Regions from separate parts of the Macaca mulatta genome. Here region 1 is linked to region 2. The links are chromatin contacts, called in public Hi-C maps. All regions are on one chromosome and are shown on one strand. The core of a region is the stretch at or near the end of the contact, and the rest is flanking DNA. Distances in the headings are between cores, read along the strand shown. Region 1 holds the start of WDR25 (WD repeat domain 25). Region 2 holds the start of YY1 (YY1 transcription factor).

Region 1 (5,032 bases), core at 1,336-3,835, 140 kb after region 2:
TTTCAGAATTGAGTTGAACTTCAGAGGTTTTTCTTTTCTTTTTTTTTTTTGAGACAGAGTCTCGCTCTGTCCCCCAAGCTGGAGTGCAGTAGCTGGATCTCAGCTCACTGCAAGCTCCGCCTCCCAGGTTTACGCCATTCTCCTGCCTCAGCCTCCCGAGTAGCTGGGACTACAGGCGCCCGCCACCTCGCCCGGCTAGTTTTTTGTATTTTTTAGTAGAGACGGGGTTTCACCTTGTTAGCCAGGATGGTCTCGATCTCCTGACCTTGTGATCCGCCCGTCTCGGCCTCCCAAAGTGCTGGGATTACAGGCTTGAGCCACCGCGCCCGGCCGAACTTCAGAGGTTTTTCAACTTGAAGTTCATGAACATCTGAAATTACATTAGTGCTTGCAAGTACACTGGTATGTGCATGGTTTTGAGCAACGTCTCCTGGCTTCGTAACCTTTCCAGAGGAGGCTGAGATGCCAAAAGGTTAAGGACCATTGTCTTCAGTGTTTACCAAATAAATTGCAAATAGAACATTAAGTCTTTAAGAGAATTAGATTTACCTGTTTAACAAATACTACACTCTGAAACAAAGAAATGCAGTTATAACCAGTGAAGTACTCTATTATCTTCCCTAAACAAAAGTACTGGGCGTGTAAAGAGCAAAACTGCCTACTCCAAAGCAGATCACAGCAGACCTTCAAGGAGAAAGCTAAAATGGCTCTTGAAAATTAACCCCCAACCCCCTTTTCAAGAACTTGAATCTTGTGCTCATTGTGAAATTTTCCACTGTTGTGGAGGAGCATAATAGGCACTTAAAGAAACTGGGTATTGTATTGGGATGAGGAGTGGAAAGAATTATAGAATTGTTTAACAGAACAACATGATAAAGACTTGGGTTGCATAAAAATCATCTCACAGAGAAGATCAGGACACACTGATTCTGCAATCTGGGGAAGGGTGGCATCAAGACAGCCAATTCTGGAGCAGCTGAGAAGAAGATGTAGCCCAGGAGTGTTTCTGAATCCCTGGAATATCACCAGGAGGTAGAATACCATCCTTTAAATCTTGGCCCCAGAGTGTAAGTGACTATGCCTTTGGACTGGAAAGTTCCTAGAGGACAAGAAAATGACTTCTTTAGAGCAAGGATTTCTTGACACCTTCTGGGACCCATTATGTTCCACTTTTTTTTTTTTTTTAAACACTAAAAGAAAGATCGCTTTCCCCTCCAAATAACAAATGAACATTATCTTAAAAGGCAAAGCCATTAATTTATATGAAGCCAGGCACTAGACACTTTGGGGTGTCACAACAAGAATGACAATACGTTCTGATGTTGAGCACAGAAGGGGGCTGCATCAGTGAAAACTATGACAGACAGCATGAGAGTGCTGGGAGGCAAGCTACAAATCCAAGCACGCGACTGCTCAGCCAGGATCTCTATTCCCTATGGGAGCAGTGAATTACCTGAACTTTCGGTCAATGGAAGAAGTAAAATGCATAACACCCTAATCCTAAAGACACAAGTCCTGACCCCCTAAACCAAGGTTTTCAGCACTTTGGTAAAAACACTAACAAGCTCTAAGCCTGGCAAAGATGGCAATACATACCCACGTTGTGGAAGACTCTGCAGAGGTGGCCACTGGTCACGCTGGGCAGTTGAGCAGCTGAGAATGCCCAGCCCAGCCAGAAATGGTCTTTAATACTCTTCCCCTCTTTCTTTCAGTTTCCCTTCTGAAAAAAGAGGCTTTTCCTTTTGTTTACCAGTCCCCACCCTGCATTCAGCTAAGCTTTTCTTATAAATCGCCCTGATTCTCAGAAACACTTGAGCTCTTGACCAACCTTCTTGATGAGACTGTCCAATCAGAGGTGGGCTGCCTGGGACCAGGTTGAGACCAATGAAACCCTCCTGAGAATCGAGCCATTAGCTGGGCATTGCATCAGCCACCCCTCACCCCCCGCTGGCCTCCAAATAACCTCTCCACCCTCTTCCCGTTCCCCACCCTCAGTGTCAGTGTGACTGATTTTGTGGAGTCGTGGGCGTTAGAAAGAGAAACCGTAAATTCCCCGCATTTGTTCACCGAGGCGGCGCAGTGTAGTGGAAAGATCGGGAGTTCTGAGGTCACAGACGCCTGGGTTTCAATCCCAGCTTGGACTTATTCGAAACCTTGGGCAAGGGTCACATTACTTTTCTGCTTCCCTTGGGTTTCCTCATCTGTGAAATGGGCATGGAGAAGCCTGCTAACATTACCATTGAGCGGACTAAGTGCAACACTAGGCAAAGTCTCTGGCACATGGCAAGCGCTAAATAAAAATGGGGGCCTCTCTTCTCGGGAAAAGAGAAGAGGTGGAGATGATGAAGGGTTGATGCCGGTGGGAAAGGGGGACGGGGTGGGTCGGCGGCGCTCACAGGAAAGGAGCAAGGGGTCGGTGGCAGGATCCGCGCCCTTCACGGTGCCAGAACGCGGCGAGCAGCAAGCCGGGCTCTCAGGATACTGCCTGGAGGGCCAGGCCGCTGGGCGCCGCGCGGGCGTCCCTCCATTACTCCCTCCCTTGTTCCCTCACTCCGCCCCGGCCTCACTCCCCTCGCTTACCCGGCCCACCCGGGCCTGTCAGCACTCCCGGCTCAGCCACGGGTTGTCTCCGGGGCGTCCGTGGAAACGCCATCCGGACGGAACAACTTCCGGCCCGACGGCGCCATCATTGGTTGTTCACGCGGGGGCGGGGCAGAGGGCTCCACTGATTGGCTGGCGGCCCCGGGGCCTCGTCGCAACGTGACTGGACAGTGGTGTGCTGGCCGGTCTGCCTCCGGGAGAACCGAGCGCTTCCGGTGCGTGTGGTGAGCGGCGGGCCCCGGGCTGGAGGGGGCCGGGACTGGGCAGCGTCCATAAGCGCCCCGCGCCTCTTAACGCGGTCTCTCATAGCCGCTCGCCTTCCTATCACTTCCTGTTCCTTCAGAAAGCGCTGTGCCTTGGACCAACCTTACTTCTTACTATTGACAGCTCGGCTAACTCCTATTCATCTTTCAAACTCCATCTCTGGTCGTATCTTGTTTGTTGCCTTCATCAGTCTGGGGCCTCCGGGGGATCTGTGTTTTGTGTTTAATTTCCACCCACACAAGACCCAGCATAGGGCTTGACAAAGAGTAGGTAATCAGGAAATGTTTGTTGAATGGCAATATCCTATTTCTTTTACTTCCTCAGCATCTCCCCCTCCCACCTGTTTGCATTCCAGAAATATTTTTGGACGCTGGGCATTGAATAGTGAACAAAACACAGAAAGCCCTGTCCTCATGGGGCTGACATGCTGATAGTGATTGTCAGAGTCACTCGCTTCTTCCTTAGACTCTTCTCCAGTGTCCCTGCCTTCCCTTCCATCTGTCTCAGTTCCTCTTAGTTTAATCCCTCACCACCTTCCAGAGGGAGCACGGGCACTCTGGTGGTGGGAATCTGTGGGATCCTTTTGACAGCAAGGAGTCGGGTGCGTGGTGGGTGGTGCCTGGGCAGAGGAGTTGAGAGTGGCCTGGGGACCAGGTTTAGCATTTGGAGAACAGAAATGCCAAATTATTTGCAGTGCACGGTCCCATTAGTTTATAATTAGTCTTTTATATTAGTTCCATCTGAGATGAGCTGGCTGGCTGGCTTTAGAAGTTTTGTTTTTGTTTTTGTTTTTTTTTTTTTGAGACGAAGTCTTGCTCTGTAGCCCAGGCTGGAGTGCAGTGGCGTGATCTCCACTCACCACAATCTCTGCCTCCCGGGCTCAAGCAATTCCGCGGCCTCAGCCTCCAGAGTAGCTGGGATTAGAGGCATGCGCCACTGTACCCAGCTAATTTATTTTTTATTTTTATTTTTATTTTTAAAAAATTTTTAGTAGAGGTGGGGTTTCACCATGTTAGCCAGGCAGGTCTTGAACTCCTGACCTCAGGTAATCTGCCCGCCTCGGCCTCCCAAAGTGCTAAGATTACAGGCGTGAGCCACTGTGCCCACCCATTTTATTTGAACTCTGGCTTTGTGTGTGGAAGTTGTTACCTGCCTAGAATGGGCTGTGAACAGGGGCGGCATTACTAGAGGAGACTGACTACAGACATTTATGGAATGATGACCTGACTTGTAGACCAGTGGAACCCTCAGGCGAATGGTGCCATTTGGGGGAAAGGTGTGGAAGGGGTTGGGTGGTTGATTCCAGGGGACATTGAAACCCATTGTCTAGCAGAAGAGATGGGTAATAGGCTGTCTGGAATGACTTAGCAAAGGACTTGGAGGGAATCTGTTTAATATGATCTGACTCCACCTGTTGGGAGATGGAGGCGGACCTTGGCCTGTTTGATTAAGTTTGGGTGCACTGGATTTTCTTGGAAGTTAGTCTATTGCCTGAGCATTCTGTGCTGTTCCACCGCGCCCTCTGCTGTCCTGGGTGTGCCCAGCACCCTTCTTTTTCTCTGGATTGTACTTGGTGCTAACAGCATAGAAGTAAAACATTGATCCAGACCAAAGCACTTCTTTCTGGGAACTAATTGATAACAATGTATTGTGCATGAAGGTTCAGAATTTCAGAAAGAATTTTTTTTTGAGACTAAGTTTCACTCTTGTCGCCTAGGCTGAGGTGCAATGGCCCGATCTCGGCTCACTGCAACGAGGGAGTGAGGAGGCTCAACATGCCTCCTGGATTTAAGTGATTCTCCTGCCTCTGCTTCCTGAGTAGCTGGGATTACAGGCGTGTGCCACCATGCGCGGCTAATTTTTGTATTTTAGTAGAGACAGGGTTTCACCATGTTGGCCAGGCTGGTCTTGAACTTGACCTCAGGTGATCTGCCCACGTCGGCCTCCCAAAGTGCTGCGATTACAGGCGTGAACCACTATGCCCTGCCCAGAAAAGATTTTTTTTTTTTTTTTTAAACAAGTAGAAATTCACTGCAGCGTGAATCTGTGTTGGGAGTGAAACGGGTGAATTTGGATCATGCCCTCAGAATTGCTCCCTGCACACTTGGGTGGACCAACACCTTAGGCCTCCAGCTGGCTGCTACAGAGATGGGATATCTGGGGGAAG
Region 2 (4,538 bases), core at 706-3,205:
GCATTCCTCACAGCTTTGAATCCTTTTTCGCTTTCTCCACTTGAATGTGAACATCTACAGATGTACAGCTCAGAAGCCAGGATGCTTAATGGGTAATTACCTCATTTCTCTTGCTCTGACAACTGGTGTTTATGGGGATGTATCAACTACTTGCAATGCCATTTCCCCATCAATTACTAGAGAGTGGGGAAAGTGAAATTTACAAAGCATTAAGACATGTAAAAGTTCTCCCACAACTGGTTTTCATTCATGAAATATTTATGCAGAGTTTATAAGCTATAAAGCCAGAAATGACTTAATTCAACAGATTTGACTTTTCCAAACTGTGTGGGTGCAGTACTCCAAGGGGAATTATTCAGGTTTCAAAGCTCAGATTCAAAAAGAAAACGATCTAATTTGTCACTCCTTCCACTAATATTCTCAAAAATCAAGTGCAATATCATTTAGCAATAAGAAGGAACTAGGATTTACAAAGTTGCCTTTCAATGAGAATGTATAGTCTACTTGTTTTAACAAGTTGAGCCTAAGATTAATGTATTGCGTACAGTTCAGAATAATCATGGGCCTCAACTGCATGAACACTATTACAAAACAGTAAACGCTGAGAATATTCAAGTTGAACAAATTCACAAAGGCGTTAAATCGGCCAAACGAGTACAACAAAGACACACGTGTCCAAATCTTCAATTGTCATAGTTTCCTTAAAAATCAGGAAATCTTTGTTTTGCTTTAAGGCAAACTGTCAGGTCGACCAAAAGGACAGATAAGAGCAAAAACACTTCGCTGCAGTATACCTCATTCAGGAAGGTTTAACTCGCCGCTAATCCGTGCCACAAAATAAATAAATAAACAAATCTATGCTCTGTTGCAGGTATAATGGAGGACACGGCCGAAAAACTTTGGACTTTTCAACCAGACAAATGCAAAACCTGGCGGGCGTAAGGAGGAGTAAATATGAAAGTGACAAATAGGGGGAAATGGTGGGCAAGGAAAACAATGGCTGGTTGGAGAGCGAAGAAGGGGAAGCTCAAAAGGAAATTTAGAAAGCCGCCAGGACCCTGTAGTTCTAAGATCTACGGGGAAACAGGCACCCAACGGCTGCGTCTCAGGTTTCCGCGGGTCACAAAAGAATAACGGACATCCTCCCAACGGTGGCCCAGGGGCTCCGCGGGCGCTTCCGCCGAGCTCGCGCCGACCCCGCGCTCGGCCCCGCACCCAGCCGGGAGTTCGCGGCGAGATGCGGGACGCTGCCCGCGTCGCCCGTCTTTATCCGTTCGGCCCTCCACTCACCCCGCGGCCATCGCTCGCCCGAAGCCAGGCGCCAAGAGCAAACGCCGCCCGACGCGAAAAAGGAAGCACAGGCGTTTCTCGTCAAAGCAGACTTTATTGGGGCGACTGGGCCGCCCTGCACGCGCCGGCCGCTCCCCGCTCGGTCCCCGGGCCGCCCACCTGCCTCAACCCGGCGCCCGGCCGGCCCCTCCCTCCCTTCTCCTCAGGCTCCCGCCCCCGTGGTGCCCGGGGCCGCGCGGACCGCTCACCGGCTCCCAAGGCGGCGGCTGCAGCGGCGACGCCCCGCTCCCGAGTGCGGCCCCGGCCCGAGGCGGCGTGTTTTGTGGCTGTAGCACCGCGAAGGGCGGGAGCCGCGCGACTCCGAGCTGCGGGAGGCGGTGGCGGCGGCGGCGGCGCGCTGACGTCACGCGCCGCGGGCCAGCCTGCGCGCGTGCGAGCCGCCCCGCCCCCGGTCCCACCGGCCCCAATCCGGGAGGAGCCCAGCGAGTAGGCGGGGCCGCGGAGGCCAGCGGATAGCTCGATTGGCCGAGAGGGAGAATCGAGAGGGCGAGCGGGCGAGTGGCAGCGAGGCGGGGCGGGCTGAGGCCAGCGCGGAAGTCTCGCGAGGCCGGGCCCGAGCAGAGTGTGGCGGCGGCGGCGGCGGCGAGATCTGGGCTCGGGTTGAGGAGTTGGTATTTGTGTGGAAGGAGGCGGAGGCGCAGGAGGAAGGGGGAAGCGGAGCGCCGGCCCGGAGGGCGGGAGGAGGCGCGGCCAGGGCGGGCGGTTGCGGCGAGGCGAGGCGGGGAGCCGGGACGAGCAGCGGCCGAGCGAGCGCGGGGCGCACCGAGGCGAGGGAGGCGGGGAAGCCCCGCCGCCGCCGCGGCCGCCGCGCCCGCCCCTTCCCCCGCCGCCCGCCCCCTCTCCCCCCGCCCGCTCGCCGCCTTCCTCCCTCTGCCTTCCTTCCCCACGGCCGGCCGCCTCCTCGCCCGCCCGCCCGCAGCCGAGGAGCCGAGGCCGCCGCGGCCGTGGCGGCGGAGCTCTCAGCCATGGCCTCGGGCGACACCCTCTACATCGCCACGGACGGCTCGGAGATGCCGGCCGAGATCGTGGAGCTGCACGAGATCGAGGTGGAGACCATCCCGGTGGAGACCATCGAGACCACAGTGGTGGGCGAGGAGGAGGAGGAGGACGAAGACGACGAGGACGGCGGCGGCGGCGACCACGGCGGCGGGGGCGGCCACGGGCACGCCGGCCACCACCACCACCACCATCACCACCACCACCACCCGCCCATGATCGCGCTGCAGCCGCTGGTTACCGACGACCCGACCCAGGTGCACCACCACCAGGAGGTGATCCTGGTGCAGACGCGCGAGGAGGTGGTGGGCGGCGACGACTCGGACGGGCTGCGCGCCGAGGACGGCTTCGAGGATCAGATCCTCATCCCGGTGCCCGCGCCGGCCGGCGGCGACGACGACTACATTGAGCAGACGCTGGTCACCGTGGCGGCGGCCGGCAAGAGCGGCGGCGGCGGCTCCTCGTCGTCGGGCGGCGGCCGCGTCAAGAAGGGCGGCGGCAAGAAGAGCGGCAAGAAGAGTTACCTCAGCGGCGGGGCCGGCGCGGCGGGCGGCGGCGGCGCCGACCCGGGCAACAAGAAGTGGGAGCAGAAGCAGGTGCAGATCAAGACCCTGGAGGGCGAGTTCTCGGTCACCATGTGGTCCTCAGGTGAGCGCCGGCCGCGCGCCCCGGCCCCGGGATGTTTTTGTTTTGAAGGGAAGCCATGTTTTATGTGTGTGATGGGCGCCGCCATCTTCTTCGCCAGGGCAAGTATGGCGGCCCCAAAAGATGGCGGGCCGTGCGGCGGCGGGGGCGCGGCGGCGGCGGCGGCCGGCGGCGGGCCGCGAAGATGGCGGCGGGCCGCGGGGGGAGGGGCCGGCGCCGCCCGGCTAGGCCGCAATGGCGTAGTTTCTCCGAGAGGGGGAAGCGCCGCGCGGGGCGGGGACGGCCGGGGGAGGGGCCGGCGCGCTCGCTCCCCGGCGCCCGCATCAACGGGCGCGCCCGCCGGCCCGTTGTGGCGGCAGCCGCGCGCCCCCGGCCCGGGCGGGAGGCGGGCGGGCGTTGGCGGGGCTGCGCCGCGGCCTCGCGGGCCAGGGATTGCTGCCTCCGGGACGCGCGCCCCCTCCCGGCGCTGCCGTTACCCCGCCGGCCGCTGGAGGGCGCCGCGGGCTCTTGCCCCGCCCGGCCCCCACTTCCCCGGACTCCCAACTGCTCCCGGGAGGCACCTTCCAGAAGGGGGGTCGTGGCACGCGTGGGCGCCTCCGGCCTCCTTGCTCCCCGCCCACCCAGCGCCGGGCTGGACCCTGCCCCGGCGGTCACGCTGCCCCGAGGCGTCGTTTGCTGCGGGGCGGGACTTGGGGCTGCACGTAGGGCTCGCGTGTGCGAGCTCCGAGCGTCAGTCGTAGCCTGTCACCGCCGTTGCCAGCGAATTCCTGGCCCTTTAGTCTTCCTGCGGTACCTAGTGGGAAGGGCCTGTGAATCTTAGCGGATAATTCTTAGTCACTTACGTTTTGGGAAAGCTTCCCCCGCCCCCCTCAAGTATTTAGCTCTTTGTGAGTAGATTGGGTTACTCAACTGTGGACATTTGCCCGTAAATAAAATCGGGTAGTTTAATTTTAAGCCTGTATACTTTTTACTTTGTAGAAAGGTATCTATTTTCCCCACGAAAAGAAAGATTCTAGAAAGCGGGTTTTTTTGGGTTTTGTTTTACTGTTTTAATACTACTTTTAACGAAGGCCGGAAAACCCATCTACAGCAAAAGGATCCTATCTGCATGTGTAAAATCTTTGTTTTTACTTCACAAAGGCAATTATTCAATGCTGGTTTTTAGGGTATTGTATTAGTATATTCATATGCTACCTAGCTGAATTGCTGAGATACTAAATAGACTGAGAATAATCCTGCCATCATAGTTAATCTAATGCCTGTGATGGTTACGTTTAGTACTCCGTATAAGCGGTGGAGTCCCTTCCCTTATAATTACTTTAAAGCTATTTCATAAATTCTGAGAACTGAATGGAGACTCAAAATATGGTGACCTTTGAGTATTAAAAGATCGTTAAAATTCGGAGGAATGAACGAAACAAATGAAAACGCTGGACTGAAAAAGCTAGTTTGTTTGTATCTGGTGAAAGCCTCAAGGTGAGACAACTACAGCTGGAAGGATCTGTGATTGAAAGAGGCCTGAGCAAAGGGACGTAGGAGCTGTCAAA

Evidence for each region. A called contact is a pair of places that touch in the nucleus more often than the background predicts.
Region 1: a Hi-C map of liver shows a contact between it and region 2, with 5 times the contacts expected there. The contact joins the promoter of WDR25 here to the promoter of YY1 in region 2. A contact is called at or near these places in 2 of 14 Hi-C or Micro-C datasets (fetal cortex germinal zone and liver).

The regions. Positions count from the first base shown.
Region 1 is chr7:173,716,863-173,721,894 of T2T-MMU8v2.0, forward strand. WDR25 (WD repeat domain 25) reads left to right here and starts at 2,586. Exons shown (of 7, transcript XM_028851833.2): 1 at 2,586-2,816. WARS1 (tryptophanyl-tRNA synthetase 1) reads right to left here and starts at 2,629. Exons shown (of 11, transcript XM_001105926.5): 1 at 1,597-2,629.
Region 2 is chr7:173,575,777-173,580,314 of T2T-MMU8v2.0, forward strand. It overlaps YY1 (YY1 transcription factor), which reads left to right and starts at 1,956. Exons shown (of 5, transcript XM_015144480.3): 1 at 1,956-2,994. The coding sequence starts at 2,316.